Regions from separate parts of the Sus scrofa genome. Here region 1 is linked to region 2. The links are chromatin contacts, called in public Hi-C maps. All regions are on one chromosome and are shown on one strand. The core of a region is the stretch at or near the end of the contact, and the rest is flanking DNA. Distances in the headings are between cores, read along the strand shown.

What was found. Hi-C and Micro-C count contacts between places; a contact is called where the count stands out from the background.
Region 1: a Hi-C map of embryonic fibroblasts shows a contact between it and region 2, with 1.9 times the contacts expected there. The contact joins the promoter of MZF1 here to the promoter of ZNF787 in region 2. A contact is called at or near these places in 4 of 47 Hi-C or Micro-C datasets (embryonic fibroblasts, heart right ventricle, mesenteric adipose tissue and 1 more).

Annotation. Positions count from the first base shown.
Region 1 is chr6:63,118,903-63,126,015 of Sscrofa11.1, reverse strand. MZF1 (myeloid zinc finger 1) reads left to right here and starts at 1,991. Exons shown (of 6, transcript XM_021097358.1): 1 at 1,991-2,068; 2 at 4,701-5,135; 3 at 5,572-5,755; 4 at 6,327-6,397; 5 at 6,478-6,616. The coding sequence starts at 4,740. It overlaps LOC110261337 (tigger transposable element-derived protein 1-like), which reads right to left and starts at 2,082. Exons shown (of 3, transcript XR_002345404.1): 1 at 1,999-2,082.
Region 2 is chr6:60,443,587-60,449,901 of Sscrofa11.1, reverse strand. It overlaps ZNF787 (zinc finger protein 787), which reads left to right and starts at 3,791. Exons shown (of 3, transcript XM_021095112.1): 1 at 3,791-4,204.

The sequences.
Region 1 (7,113 bases), core at 742-3,241, 2.7 Mb before region 2:
GTGGTGGGAAGCAGGCTTCTCACTTTGTCCCTTCTGCACTGCAAATCATGTGAAAGTAGTATTTGATAAAAACAGTGAAAATTTCTTGAAGGAATGTGGGTGAAAAACAGGGACAAATGCCTCACAAATCTGTATTTGGGGAATGGATACGGTACCGGGGAGTACCTTCAGGGAAACAGGCTGCGCCTTGCTTAAAGTCTAAGCAGGTCTAGAAAAGGCTTCCTGCCCCGAGTGGGGGCCCTGAATTCCAAACCGCTCAGGCTCCCATTCCGCCGTCTCCACATTCATGCCTTCGCTTGCTCACCCATGATTTTCTAATTTTCCAATTTTCTTTTTTTTTTTTTTTTTTTTTCCCTTGCTTGCTTTTTAGGGCTGCAGCATCTGTGGCATATGGAGATTCCCAGGCTAGGGGTCAAAACAGAGCTACAACTGCCGGCCTACATCACAGCCACAGCCACGCCAGATCTGAGCCGCGACTGCGACCCACACCACAGGTCACGGCAACGCCGGGTCCTTAAGCCGCTGAGCGAGGCCGGGATCGAACCCGCAGCCTCATGGATCGTAGTCGGGTAGGTTGACCGCTGAGCCACGAAGGGAACTCCTTTTCTTTCTTTCTTGGACGCACCCGTGGCATATGGAGTTCCCGGGCCAGGAATCGAATCCAAGCCGTGGCTGCGGCAACCCGCTGCACCACAGCAGGAACTCCCCACAAACTTCAGTTACATTCACTCGATCCTTCATCCTCTCCCTCCTACTCTATATAAAGTCCCCAAGCCCGCCTCCAGGGGAGGCGTGAGACTACATTTCCCAGAAGGCCGCGGGGCCGCCGAAGGCTCCGATTGGCCGGCCCGAGGTCTCCGTTCCCTTCCCCCCACCGGAACCGAGAGTACCTGCGCCTAAGCCCCTTGGCCGGAGCCCCCGGGTCCCCCGCGGCCGACCGCCCTCATCTCCGGACCACGACGCGGGCCGGCTGCCTCAACTAGGCCGGCGGGGCTGCGGCCCCAACCCATCTCCTGCCCCAGGCACCGCTTCCCGGTGGCCGCCGATCCCAGCCTCCATCTTATCGGCGGAAGCGGAGGTTGCCAGGCGACGGCCGGGATTGGAGGGGGCCGCTTGGGGCCCGCCCGACGGCGCTCCGGCGCTGCGCGGTCCCCCGGGCCCGCCGGGATATGGGAACGTAGTTCGGCGACGAGGTGGCCGAGCGCGGGGTCCAGGCTGGGGCGCCAGAGGCCACCTCTGCCCAAGGCTGGCTTTCTCGCCCATTAAGACCTCTCCTGTCTTTCCCCGAGTTCTACTTTCAGTCTCTCTCTCTCTCCATCGTCCTCCCTAATCTCCCTCCCTTCCCGGCGGTGTCTCACTGTTTCCTCATTCCGGGGAACTGTGCCCTTTCAGACTGTCAAAACATAATTTCGAAAGAGCAAAAAACATACGCGTCAAAGACTTATCTACCTCGGTGGGAACTAGCAAGGTGACACAGGTGGTTCTGGGAATATGAGAGAGAAGGAACAGCAGAGGGGGTGAAAGAAGAAAGAAGGAATAATGAAATAAAAGTGTGGGAGCTCCCTTCGTGGCTCAGCGGTTAACGAACCCGACTAGGACCCATGAGGATGCGGGTTCGATCCCTGGCCTTGCTCAGCGGGTTAAAGATCCCGCGTTGCCGTGAGCTGTGGTGTAGGCCAGCGGCTGAAGCTCTGATTCCACCCCTAGCCTGGGAACCTCCATGTTGCCGCGGGTGCGGCTCTAAAAAGCAAAGAAAGAAAATAGCAAAGTGGGATTAGTAGCGCTTCACAAGGCAGTGGAGAGGCCCAGCACTTAGTATCCTGCTTAGTGTCCTACAGTGTGATAAAAACAAAAAACTTGGGGTACCCTTTTCTACTGAACAGAAAGCACTACAGTCTATCAACCTTCTACAAGTTAGCATCTAACTTCACAGTATCTGGACTCTGATCAAAAGCAGTGAAGTGAGAAGTCGTTGCTCTGGTTAGGAAATCAGATGACCTGAAGGAGACTTGGCAGAGATGGTGCGAAGGCTTCCAGACATCTTTCTTGTCTTATTGTCAAGTTTTGTGTAAGTTTTCTTCACAAGCGTCCCTCCCGCTCCGTCTCTCTTCTTGCTGTCACCTTTCCCCGAGTCTTTGAAACTCTCGATCTATTTTACTGTACCTCTAATTTCTGTCCCTTTCTCGCCTCTTGCTTCTGTACTCCTGATCTCTATCCCTTGAAACTCGATCTGCACGTCTTGTCGCCGTAAACGAATTCTCCCTCTCCTGTCTCTCCTTTCCTCTCCATCCCGCCCCGATCTCTCTCCCTCTTGTTAACGGTCCTGACACAAGTCTACCCAGCCCTGCCTCCCTGTCTTCTTATCGCACAGTTTAGGACTCTGAGAGCAGAAATCTTCGTTCTTTCTGTCCTGCCCGTGTCTCTGTCCCGGGGGCTGTTCACTTACTTTCACTGTCTCTAGTCACAGCCTGCCCCGCCCCCGCTCCTCAGTGTCTGTCTGTCAGTCCTCGCAGTCTCTCTCGCTCGGCATCACCTCCTCCCATCTCTCCCATCCTCCTGCAGACGCCTGCGGGTACCCATGGTTGCACTGGAAAGCGCCGGCACCACCCGCGCGGTTACCATGGAGACGCCCGGGCCGCCTACGGTCCGCTGGCACAAAAGAGCATCTTCGCGTTGCGCGCACGCGCGCAGAGGGCCGGCCGCCACGCCTCCCAGAAACGGCTGGGCTAAGCCCCTCTCCCGGGCGAAAGCGCGAGAGGCTCGCTTGCGGTCCTGTGGGCGACGGCACGGGTGGCCCAGTCTCTGCAGGGGGTTGCCATGGAGAAAGGGGCTGACGGAATCCAAGCGAGGGCCGTGATTGGTTCAGGGTCCTGCTAATCCCTAGGAGCCGCGTAGAGAATGGAGGAAGACGTTGTGGAGGGCATGCGCTGTTGGGCAGGCGGTGCTGCCTCCTGTTGCCCCCTGGGAAGCTTGCGCGCGTCGACGGGCCCCTGACGCTTGGATGTGAGGCTGGGAGCGCAGGAAGGCGCGGCCCGGAGTGTGATCCGATCGTGGCGAACGACGCTGCCCCGGGGGACAGCGGGAGGAGGGCGGAAACTGAGACGAGCTTGCGGGAAGGGCGAGGCGGCGCCCGGGCTGGTGCGTGGAGCATTCTGGGAGACAAAGTCCGTCGGGGCGGGGGAAGTCGGGAGCGCGCATGCTCAGGAGCACGGAGCGGCCCGCTGAGTGCGGAGGTGAGGGCGGGCGCCCCTCGATCGGGAAGGTGCGGGCAGGGACCCGGGCGGCGGCCCAGCGGGACCAGGAGCGCGGAGCAGGGGCCTGGGCGCTCCCTGTGGACCGGCTCAGTGCTGTTGTGCGAAGCTCGCCAATCCCTGGCCGTTGCCACGGCGACGGAATCTGGAAACCCCGCCCCCAGTTGCCATGGCGGCACCCGGACCTGCCCCGGCTTCCTAAAGCAGACATGGCCAGCCAAGACTTCTGGTAAATGTAGTTTATCGAGCTCCGAAGGGCCGGCTCGATCGCTAAGGCCCAGCTTTCTCCTGAGGTTTCGGTTGACTTGGAATCTTGAGGAGTGAAGGATAGACTCCCAGGATCAGACGGCCTTCGAACCCGAATTCACACCATCAATAAACTCAGATTTCTTCACAAATCTTGCACTTTACCTCCTGCTGCAGAAGGAGCAGCGCGAGTGGAGGGGAAGTTGGGGGACCGTCCCCCTTTGCAGATGGGGAAACTGAGGTTCCCAGAGAGACAGCGACATGCCAAGGTTAGGACTCTCCGACTTTGCTTGCAGGCTATGAGTCCAGGGGTCTCTAAGCCTTTGTAGCCAACCCCCACCCACGCCCAAACCCCTATTACCTCAGCCCCGCCTAAATCGGGAAACTGAGGAGATAATGGGGCATTTAGTGTTGTGGTAAGTTGTGAGAATGGGGATGAATGGGGGGGATGCTTTCTGGGGGCTGGGCCATGCAGGTGACCTTGCACAGATATGGCTGGGACAGGTGGAGGGAGGCTGCTCTTTGGCACTACTTTGGGAGGGGTAGTAACCAGGCAGTGGGTGCTGGAGGTGTCATCCACCTGCCAGCGAGAGGGCAGCAGGGCAGGGGTTAGCTGGTGTATGTGGAAGGGTGGGATTTAGGGAGAGAGGAGGTGCTGTCTAGGCCTAAGCAGCAGCCTGTGTTTGGAGCAAGAAGCTGCTAGAGACTGCCCAGGCCCAGCTAGAGAGGCCACACTGGGACTCACAGAGGGCTCCGCAGCCCCGCTGGTCCTTGGCCCGTGACCGCCTCCCTGTGCCTCAGTTTCCTCACCTGCCTGCCACCACGGGAACAGCACAGCGCGCGGGAGACTCTCCATAAGCATATCCACCACCATTGTTTGTCCTCATCGTGATACCAAACCCAAGTTCGCTTTGCTGACTGCACAAGAGGCCAGTAAATTCGGAAACAAGTTGTTGAGGCAAGGAATGAAGGCTTTAATCGGAAAGCCAGCAGACCGAGAAGGTGGCAGACTAGTGTCTCAAAAAGCCATCTTCCATCCTCAGAACTCAGGCTCCTTTTATACAGAGAAAGGGGGAGGGAGGAGCCGACGGTCACTCACTAGCTCAGGACAGGGCTGGCCGGTGGCTGAGCAGGATCGCTAAGCTTTCTCACTCCCGGCTGCTCTCTTACAGTCACAGCAGCCTCATCCCATTCCTCCTGCAGGGTGGACACCGGCCTCAGAGCCCCAGCCTGGACTCTGCGATGAGGCCCGCAGCCCTGGGCTCCCCAGGCCACGCGCCCCCAGAGGATGAGGGACCTGTCACGGTGAAGCTGGAGGACTCTGAGGAGGAGGGCGAGGCTGCTCCATGGGATCCCGGCCCAGAGGCTGCACGACGGCACTTCCGGCACTTCCGCTACGAGGAGGCAGTGGGGCCCTGCGAGGCCCTGGCCCGGCTGCGGGAGCTGTGCCGCCAGTGGCTACGGCCCGAGGTGCACTCCAAGGAGCAGATGCTGGAGCTGCTGGTGCTGGAGCAGTTCCTGGGCGTGCTGCCGCCTGAGATCCAGGCCCGCGTGCAGAGACAGCAGCCAGGCAGCCCTGAGGAGGCCGCTGCCCTGGTGGAGGGGCTGCGCCGGGAGCCAGGAGGGCCCCGGAGATGGGTGAGTCAGTGGCCCTGGGGTCGGGACTGGAAGAGTATCCATCTCTTCCTCATCCTGCGGGTGCCAGGCTCAGCCAGACACTGGTCCCCCGTGGCTTTAAAGTGCTAACCTGCCGCAGACCCTGCCCGAGAGTGGACAGTCTTTCAGGGCCAGCCTCACAGGCCCATCCCTGCATCACCCAGTCATGGATGTGGGAGGGATGCAGGATGGGGACAGAGGGAGAGCACCGGGCAGCCTTGGGTGTCGCCAGCAGGACAGCAATGGCAGGTGGACCCTTCCCTGCTTGCTCAGCCCCTGGTGGGCGTGGGTCCTTTGGAGTCTAGGCAGCCAGGACGGCTGAGGCCCCGAGACAGGGTGGATGCCCACGAGCCCGAGGCTCACGCTTGGCCCAACTCCCCCCGCCCCCCGAGCCCTGATGGTGGGGGCACCTCCCCAGGTCACAGTCCAGGTGCAAGGCCAGGAGGTGCTATCGGAGAAGGTGGAGCCCTCCGACTTCCAGCCCCTCCCTCAGACCACGCCTCCAACTCCAGACCCTGGGCTTGAGATGCCCCCTAGGGCCACACCGGAGTCACTGCTGGGCCTTCGGGTGAAGGAGGAGCCTGAGGTCACAGAGGACCCAGGTAAGGGCAGGCACAGTGGGGAGGGCCCAAGGTCTGGTTGGAGGGCCTGAGGGGCCTGGCTGAGGCCCGAGGGGCCAGTCACCTGCGCAGTGGCACTCCTCCCACGCACTGGTGGCCCCTACATCCCGCCCAGCCCGTGGCCATCCGTACCCCTTGCACGCCAAGCTCATCACAGCGGTGGTTCCTTTCCCTCGCTCTACGGCACAGAGGTGGCTGATGGGGGTTCACGTGTGGGAGGTGTGTAAGGTTCAATCCCGAGGAGATCTGTTGGGGGACAACAGGCTAGTCCTGGGGAGCAGACGGCAGGCTGGAGTGTGGGTGGGTAGAGCTGAGGGAGGACCCCGAAGTGCTGGGGGCACGGCCCCTCCTGTGCACCTCCCAGGCTGGTGCCAGACCTGACCCCACACTGCCATGCCTGCGTGGCTCCTTAGAGGGCCACCCTGCCACACCTGGCCCCAAGTCTCAGCCAAGGTCTCACCGCCCTACGTGGATCCCAGCACCCGGCACACTACTGAGGAAGGCAGCCAGCCAGGGTGCCCTGGGGCTGTCTGACCTCACCCTTCCTCTCCAGAGCTTCTGGATTCTGGGACTCTACCCAAACCCCAGGAGGCCACCTCCACGTTCCTACCCAAGGAGGCCCAGGTGAGCCCCTGCTCCAGGAGCCTCAGTGGGTGGGGGCTGGGTAAGTCCCTCCCCGGGCCTGGCCAGACACGGAAGAGCAGGGACCACTGTGGTTTCAGGGCTGTGACATGGCACCGGACCAGGCTTCTCCCCAAAGTGAGACTGGGCCTGAGGGGCCCTCATGGAGGGAGCACCCCAGGGCCCTGTGGCAGGAGGAAGCCGGACGCATCTTCTCCCCAGGTGAGTCATACCAGGCCCTGTGCACGGGCAGCACCACATCTGCCCATCCCACTCCTGGCCCTGCTCAAGTCCCCCCTACACTTCTCCATCCCTGGGCGTCCCCTGTCCTCTTCAGCCTGCTTTAGCATCTCCCACCCTCTCGGAGTTCCCGTCGTGGCTCAGTGGTTAACAAAGCCAACTAGCATCCATGAGGACGCAGGTTTGATCCCTGGCCTCGCTCAGTGGGTTAAGGATCCGGTGTTGCCATGAGCTGTGGTGTAGCTCACAGACGAGGCTCAGATCTGGCGTTGCTGTGGCTCTGGTGTAGGTCGGCAGCTACAGGTCTGATTGGACTCCTGCCCTGGGAGCCTCCACATGCCCCGAGTGCAGCCCTAAAGAGACCAAAAAAAAAAAAAAAAAAAAAAAAAAAAGCCAGACTTTCCACAAACTTCACGGCCCCTCCAGCTGCTGCTCCCCACTGAAAGCTGGACTTCTGTTCCCCGCACCCGAGCCCTTCC
Region 2 (6,315 bases), core at 2,542-5,041:
GAGGCCACAGTGGGAGTCTCCTGGGAGGGGTCCAGAGGAGCTCAACGAGAGGGAAGCAGAGGAAACCTCCAGAAGGTTGGGGGTGATGGAGGACACCAGGTCATCCCCTCTCGCCCCTCTCGCCTCTCCCTGTCGTTTATTTTCTCCTCCTGCAGCTCGGCTTCCTCCACATGGTGAGAAGCCAGGCTGCCATCAGCTCCTAAGCAAGCCTCTCACATCCCAGCGAGGAGGACAAAGGCTTTCAATGCCCAAGAGGAAAATCCCGGGGAAGGCGGCTGGGTGGCTCCGCTTGGGTCAGGTGACCGCAGCACCCTTCGGCAAGTGCGGACACCCTTCTCTATCCTGACGGGGAGCCTTGCTGTCGTTTTTTACAGCCTGGCATCTGAAAACCCTGTATCGGGGTAGGCGGAAGCCTCCATAACAAATACACCCATAGGTCTGAATCCGTTAGGGCTGCTAAACCAAAATAGCACAGACTGGGAAGCTTATGAAAGACAGAAGTGTATTTCTCACGGTTTCGGAGCCTGGCAAGTCCAAGATCAAGTTCCTGGCGGGGTTGTGTTCTGGTGAATGCCCTCTCCAGGTGTGTAGATGGCACCTTCTGTCTGTGTCCTCACAGGGTGGAAGGGGCAAGGGAGCTCCCTGGGTCTTTTTGATAAGGATACTGGTTCCAATCCCAAGGGCTGCACCTGCTTCACCTCTTCATCTACCAAGGGCCTCAGCTTCCAACACCATCACCTACGGGGCTAGGTTTCAACCCACGAATTTGTGGGGACACAGTGCAGGCCATTAAACCATACATTACAATGGGACATTGGAACTTTTTTTTTTTTTTAATTTAATTTTATTTTCCAGGGCTGCACCCACAGCATAGGGACGTTCCCAGGCTAGGGGTCGAATTGGAGCTACACCTGTGGGCCTACGCTACAGACACAGCAATGTGGGATCCGAGCCGCGACTGCGGCTCACACCACAGCTCACAGCAGCGCCAGATCCTTAACCCAAGGAGGGAGGCCAGGGATCGAACCTGAGTCCTTATGGATGCCAGTTGGGTTTGTTACCACTTAGCTATGACGAGAACTTGTTTACAGACTTAATTGTGGTATACACACATAAAACTTATCATCTTAACCATTTTATTTATTTTTTGTCTTTTTTTTTTGCCTTTTCTAGGGCCACACCTGCAGCATATGGAGGTTCCCAGGCTAGGGGTCTAATTGGAGCTGTAGCCACTGGCCTACACCACCACCACAGCAACTCGGGATCTGAGCCGTGTCTGTGACCTACACCACAGCTCACGGCAATGCCGGATCCTAACCCAATGAGCAAGGCCGGGGATCGAACCTGCAACCTCATGGTTCCTAGTCAGATTCATTAACCACTGCGCCACGATGGGAACACCCATCTTAACCATTTTAGAGTGTGCAGTTCAGGGGCATTAAGTGCACAGTATGGTGCAACCATCACCACTGACCTCTCCAGAGCTGTTTTCATCTTGCAGCACTGAAACTCTATTCCCATGAAACATTAACTCCCCTCCCCCTCCCCTAATGCCTGGAAATCTCCATTCTACTTTCTGTCACTATGACCTTGACTGAGCACCTCATGTAAGTAGAATCACAGCGTATTTGTCCTTTTTTGTGACTGGCTTCTTTCACTGAGCCTAATGTTCTCAAGACTTATCCATGTTGTAGCCTGGGTCAGAAGGTCCTTCCTCTTTAAGGCTGAATACTATTTCATTATAGTATTCAGCCACAATACTATCAGTAGATGCCACATTTTGTTTATTATTCATCAGAGGAGGCTTAGGCGGTTTCCTTCTTTTGGATGAATGCTGCTGTAACTTGGGTGTGCAGATCAGACATGTATTTATTTCTTGATCATGTGACAGTCTTGGATGGACGCTGGGTATTGGGTGATGGAGAGTGTCTCCATGAGATGACTATTGAAGGACCCTGTGTTTTGGGGTGGGGTGGGGTTCCACCATTCCCTAGGGCCTTGTTTTCATCTGTATCCAACCGACAAGAGGGGAAGGCATATGGAGCAGGCATGCTCATTTCTTAAGAGCCTTGGCCTGGAAACTGCCAGTGTCACTTCCACTGCTATTCTATTGGTGGGAACCAATCACAGATCCACACTTAGATGCCAAGGGGACTGGGCAATGTAGTCCATGGGTGGGAAGTTGCATTCCAGGCATCCATCCCTACATTGAAAGGAAAGAGCAGGTTTTGTGGTGAATGAGCCATCTCTCTCTCAACCCTGTCCTACGTTTAGGAAACATTCCAATAGTATTGGTTTGGTTGTCTTACCAGAGATTTGGAATTAGCAATGGTTTACATGAGATAGAAAGCAATTTTTCTCCTGTAACGTCTCAGCCAGTGCAGCGCCTCCTTTTCACAAAGGCATCAAGCCTCGATCTTGCTCCTTCTCGCTTGTTTCTCTGCCATCCTCCACATATGGTTTCCATCTGGGAATCCAGATCTTGCCATTGGGTTCTCAGTTCTGCCAGGTGGGAGGTGGGTAACCGGAAGGTGGGAGAGGGGTAGCTGTCCCCTGCACCAACCAGGCCGTTGCAGGCAAGTCCTGAGTGATCTGGTTCAGAACAGCACAGACGGGTGAACTTTCTTATACTCAGGTCTCATGGGGTCAAGTTCATACCCATGATAATAATCCATAGGTACTGCTATGGTGATAGCACTTTCTCTCCAGTCTAAGACGCATTTAAAATTTTACTTTTGAAGGATTTCTGAAGGTTAGACACAGACACATCTTACTATTTACGCGTGCATTTTGTACAGTATTTTTTCTTTTTTTCTGAGAGGATGTTATTGAAGCAACAATGCACGTCTTATGATTGATGCTGAGCGAGACTTGAGGACGGACATACAGCCGTGATGGCAGTAGAAATGATACCAACAGTAAGTAACACTAATCACTACCATTTTCACTGAGCGCTTATGATGAGCCGGGTATTGAAGTAAACAAAGTTACATAGATCGTCTGGTTACACTGAAGCTTCAACAGGCCGATCTTGCATCTACATCTTTGTAACTTCCAAGCCTATGACTGTTTCAGCGATGGCGATAAGAAAATTGTTATAAACAATAAGGAGAATTCATCTGTCGCTTAGGTGAGAGCCAGCCAACTACAGACCCGGGAAGGGACTGGGAGAACCTAGCCTGTAAGGATACCTTGGTCTAAACAAGAATTTTAATAAACATAATACTGACAAAAACAGCTCACATCTAGAGAGTGCTTTACAAAGGGCCTGCCGCACATGCCCGGGAGTAGGTGAATCCGTAGCTGCTCTGATCCACATTCCGTTATAAGAGGCAGTATGCATAGGTACGGTTCAATACAAGACCTTGGAGCCAGACTCCACGGGTTCGAGCCCAGGCTCCGCATTCTCGGTCTGTGACTTTCCCCAAGGTATCTGCAAAGGGGACCAGGTTAACAAAGCCCTTGCAGGCGCACAATGTGTTATCGTTGCTTTAGACCGGAGGAAACGGGCTTAAGCGGTGGACGCGACATCGCGAGGAGCCTGAAGCGCTCAGTCCGGTAGGGAAAGGACCAGGATGGCCGACGAGGGGCCCCTCCGGGCGCGCGGGCTCCGGCCACTGCGAACAGCGTCGGCAGGGAAGGGGTTACAATGATAGAGACGACGGGAGGATCCGGAGCGGCACGAGCGGCCTCCGCGGCCACCCTCCCCGACACCTCCCCACCCGGGGCTGACGCGGGGACACGACCGCGCAGGCGCGAGAGCCGGGCGTGGGGGCGGGGGGCACCTCCCTAGACACCCGGAAGTCTCCGCCTAACGGGCCGAGCCCGCGCCTCCTGTCCTGGAAGGGGGCGGGGCCCGAAGCCCCTCAGCGCGCGGCGCCATAGAGCATGGACGGAGGACCCGGGTCCTAGACGCGTCCGGAAGTGGCTCCCTGGGGCGCCCGCTCCGCACCATAGAGCTGGGGGGGCGGCGGCTAGGGGGTCGCCGGGCTCGCCTCCTAGAGCGGCGAGGACGGGGTGGAGGCTGGAGGGGGGGAAGGGGAGGGGGGAGCGGCGCGGGCGGAAGCGTCCAGGAAGGTCACTTCCGGCCTGGGCGCCCGTCCCCCTGACCCCAGGGTCTGAGTCGCCGCTGCCGCCGCTGCCACCATCCGCAAGGGAGGAGAGAGGAGGAGGAGTGCGGCACGGCGGCCCCGGGACCGAGGAGGTGAGGGGAGGGCGCGAGGGCGGGGGGCGTGCGCCCGGGGCTGGGTGGGCGCGCGCCTCGGGGCGCCGGGCTGCCGCCGGGGGGCGGGCGGGGAGGCGGGAGGCGAGCGCGACTGGGCGGGCGAGTGCGCGTGCGCGCCGCTGGGGGGGCGTGAGTGGGCGCGCGGCCGCTGACGCGGGGCGGGGCGGGGGCGCCGGGAGGGGCTTCGGGGAGCGCGCGGGCGCGGGAAGGGGGGTGCGCCTGGGGAGCGCGCCCGGGCCGGAGCGCGCGCTGCGCCAGGGGCTCGGGGGGCGGGGCCGCCGCGTCCCCCCAGCCTCCCCGGCCGGTCGTGGCCGGAAGTGGTGGCGACTCCCGGGGGAAGTTGAGGCCCCGGTGGGGGAGGGGGCCTCGCGGGCTCAGCCGGCCTGACCGGAAACGGCAGCCCCAGGACGGGCTTGTCTTGGCCCCCCGCTTGCCCCCACTCCTTCCCCTTTTCAAAGGAGTCTGGTCCCGTTGCCGCCCGGGGCGGGCTGCGTGCGGCCTTTGATCCGGCCGGTAATTACGGGCGTTCCGGCCGGTGGGAGGCTCATTCATTCGCCCCAGCGCGGGGGCGGCAGGAAGCGCGTGCGGCGGAGGGGAAGTGGCTGGGCCAAGGTCAGGCACCGCGTGTCCCGCGAGGCAGGGCGAGGAAGGTGGCCGGGCCCGATGGCCACCTCAGAGCCTCTTGGGCGTCGAACCGCGCTCCCGTACCCCCGCCCCAGTCTTGGCCACAAAGGGGGACGCCCCAGTTTGTAGAGATGAGTGCCTCTCGGGCCCACGGGGCCAGGCAAGCTGGGGATAGCGTGATCAGACGGAAAAGTGAGCCACGGCGAGTGTGGACAGAGGCTCTTCTAGTTCCGGCCCAGTGCTGGGCACCACGGACGAGGAGAAGAACAAGAGTCCGGAGGGGGCGGGCCCTGAGGCTCCTGGAGGCATCCGTGCCCCTCCCCTTTCCCGTGCCCATCCAGGTGGTCGAGGGAGCCAGGGAAGACACTCCTGCCAGCCAGTCCAGAGAGGCAGTCAGCGTTTTAGGAAGGGACTGAGTTGGTTTGTGTTTTCCATGTGGTTCTTGGTGCCGGGTCCTGCGTTGGGCTGTCCTGAGGATCCCACTGGGTGTTGGGTTGGGCCTCCCCCGAGGGAGGCAGTTGCTCTTGATCCGGGCTTATCTCCTCTGTAAGACTGTAAGCCTCTTGGGTTAAAGGCAGCTGGCGTTCACCTACCTGCCTCTGCTGCGGTCCTTCTGGTCCTGCCTCAGCCCCAGAGAACATTCAGATCAGCTTCCTCCTGTGTTAGCCGTCTTAGCCCTTTTCCTTCTGGAAGCCTTCCAGATCTAACCCCTGCCCAGAGCTGGAGAACAGGAAGGGTTTATCGTGGTGCTGGACCCAGGAGCGGCCTGCAGTGTGTTAGTTCAGAGCTCTGGGGTCAGACAGACCTGGGTTCCACTCCCAGCTCCACCATTTCATCCCCTTTGTGACTTCATAGGACTAGTAACTTCTCAGTTTCTGCTCAAATAGAGCAGGGTTGGTAATAATAGTATTGACCTTGGTAGGAACGGAGCCAGAGCAGATCTCAGGAAAGGGTGTTAAGTGTGCAGAAAGGCTTCTGGGCCTTCCTGGGCTCCGTCTCTTCCAGCCGCGTGACCTTGGACCTGCCACTTCCCCTTTCCCAGGCTCTTTTTCCTCCTCAGTCCCCCAAGGTGGAGCGCACAGCCGACCATCCCCTGGATAAGGCCAGTCCATCAAGGCCGCCGCACACGGCCGGGCCTGGCGAGGTGCTCTGCTGTGAGGTGGGAAAGTATCACTTGGCCCAGGTTTCCTGAAGCTCTGCTGGGCCGCGCTTCTTGTCCTGGAGCAGCCCAGAGAGATGTGCTCGGAAGGCCCCCAGGGGATGTTTGCCAGGACAGCCCTGGGAGCCTGGGGCCCGGAGGGTGTGCCTTCTGGCCAGGAAGGATGTCAGGGGAGTCTTGAAGGACAGAAGGGACTTGGCCAAGAGGACCCTGGGACTCAGGGGAGCGCTGGGCAGGCAGTTCATGGCCTCTAGCAACTGCCTGGCTGTCCCCTGCTGTTTGGTGGTCACTGATGGGCACCGGTGCT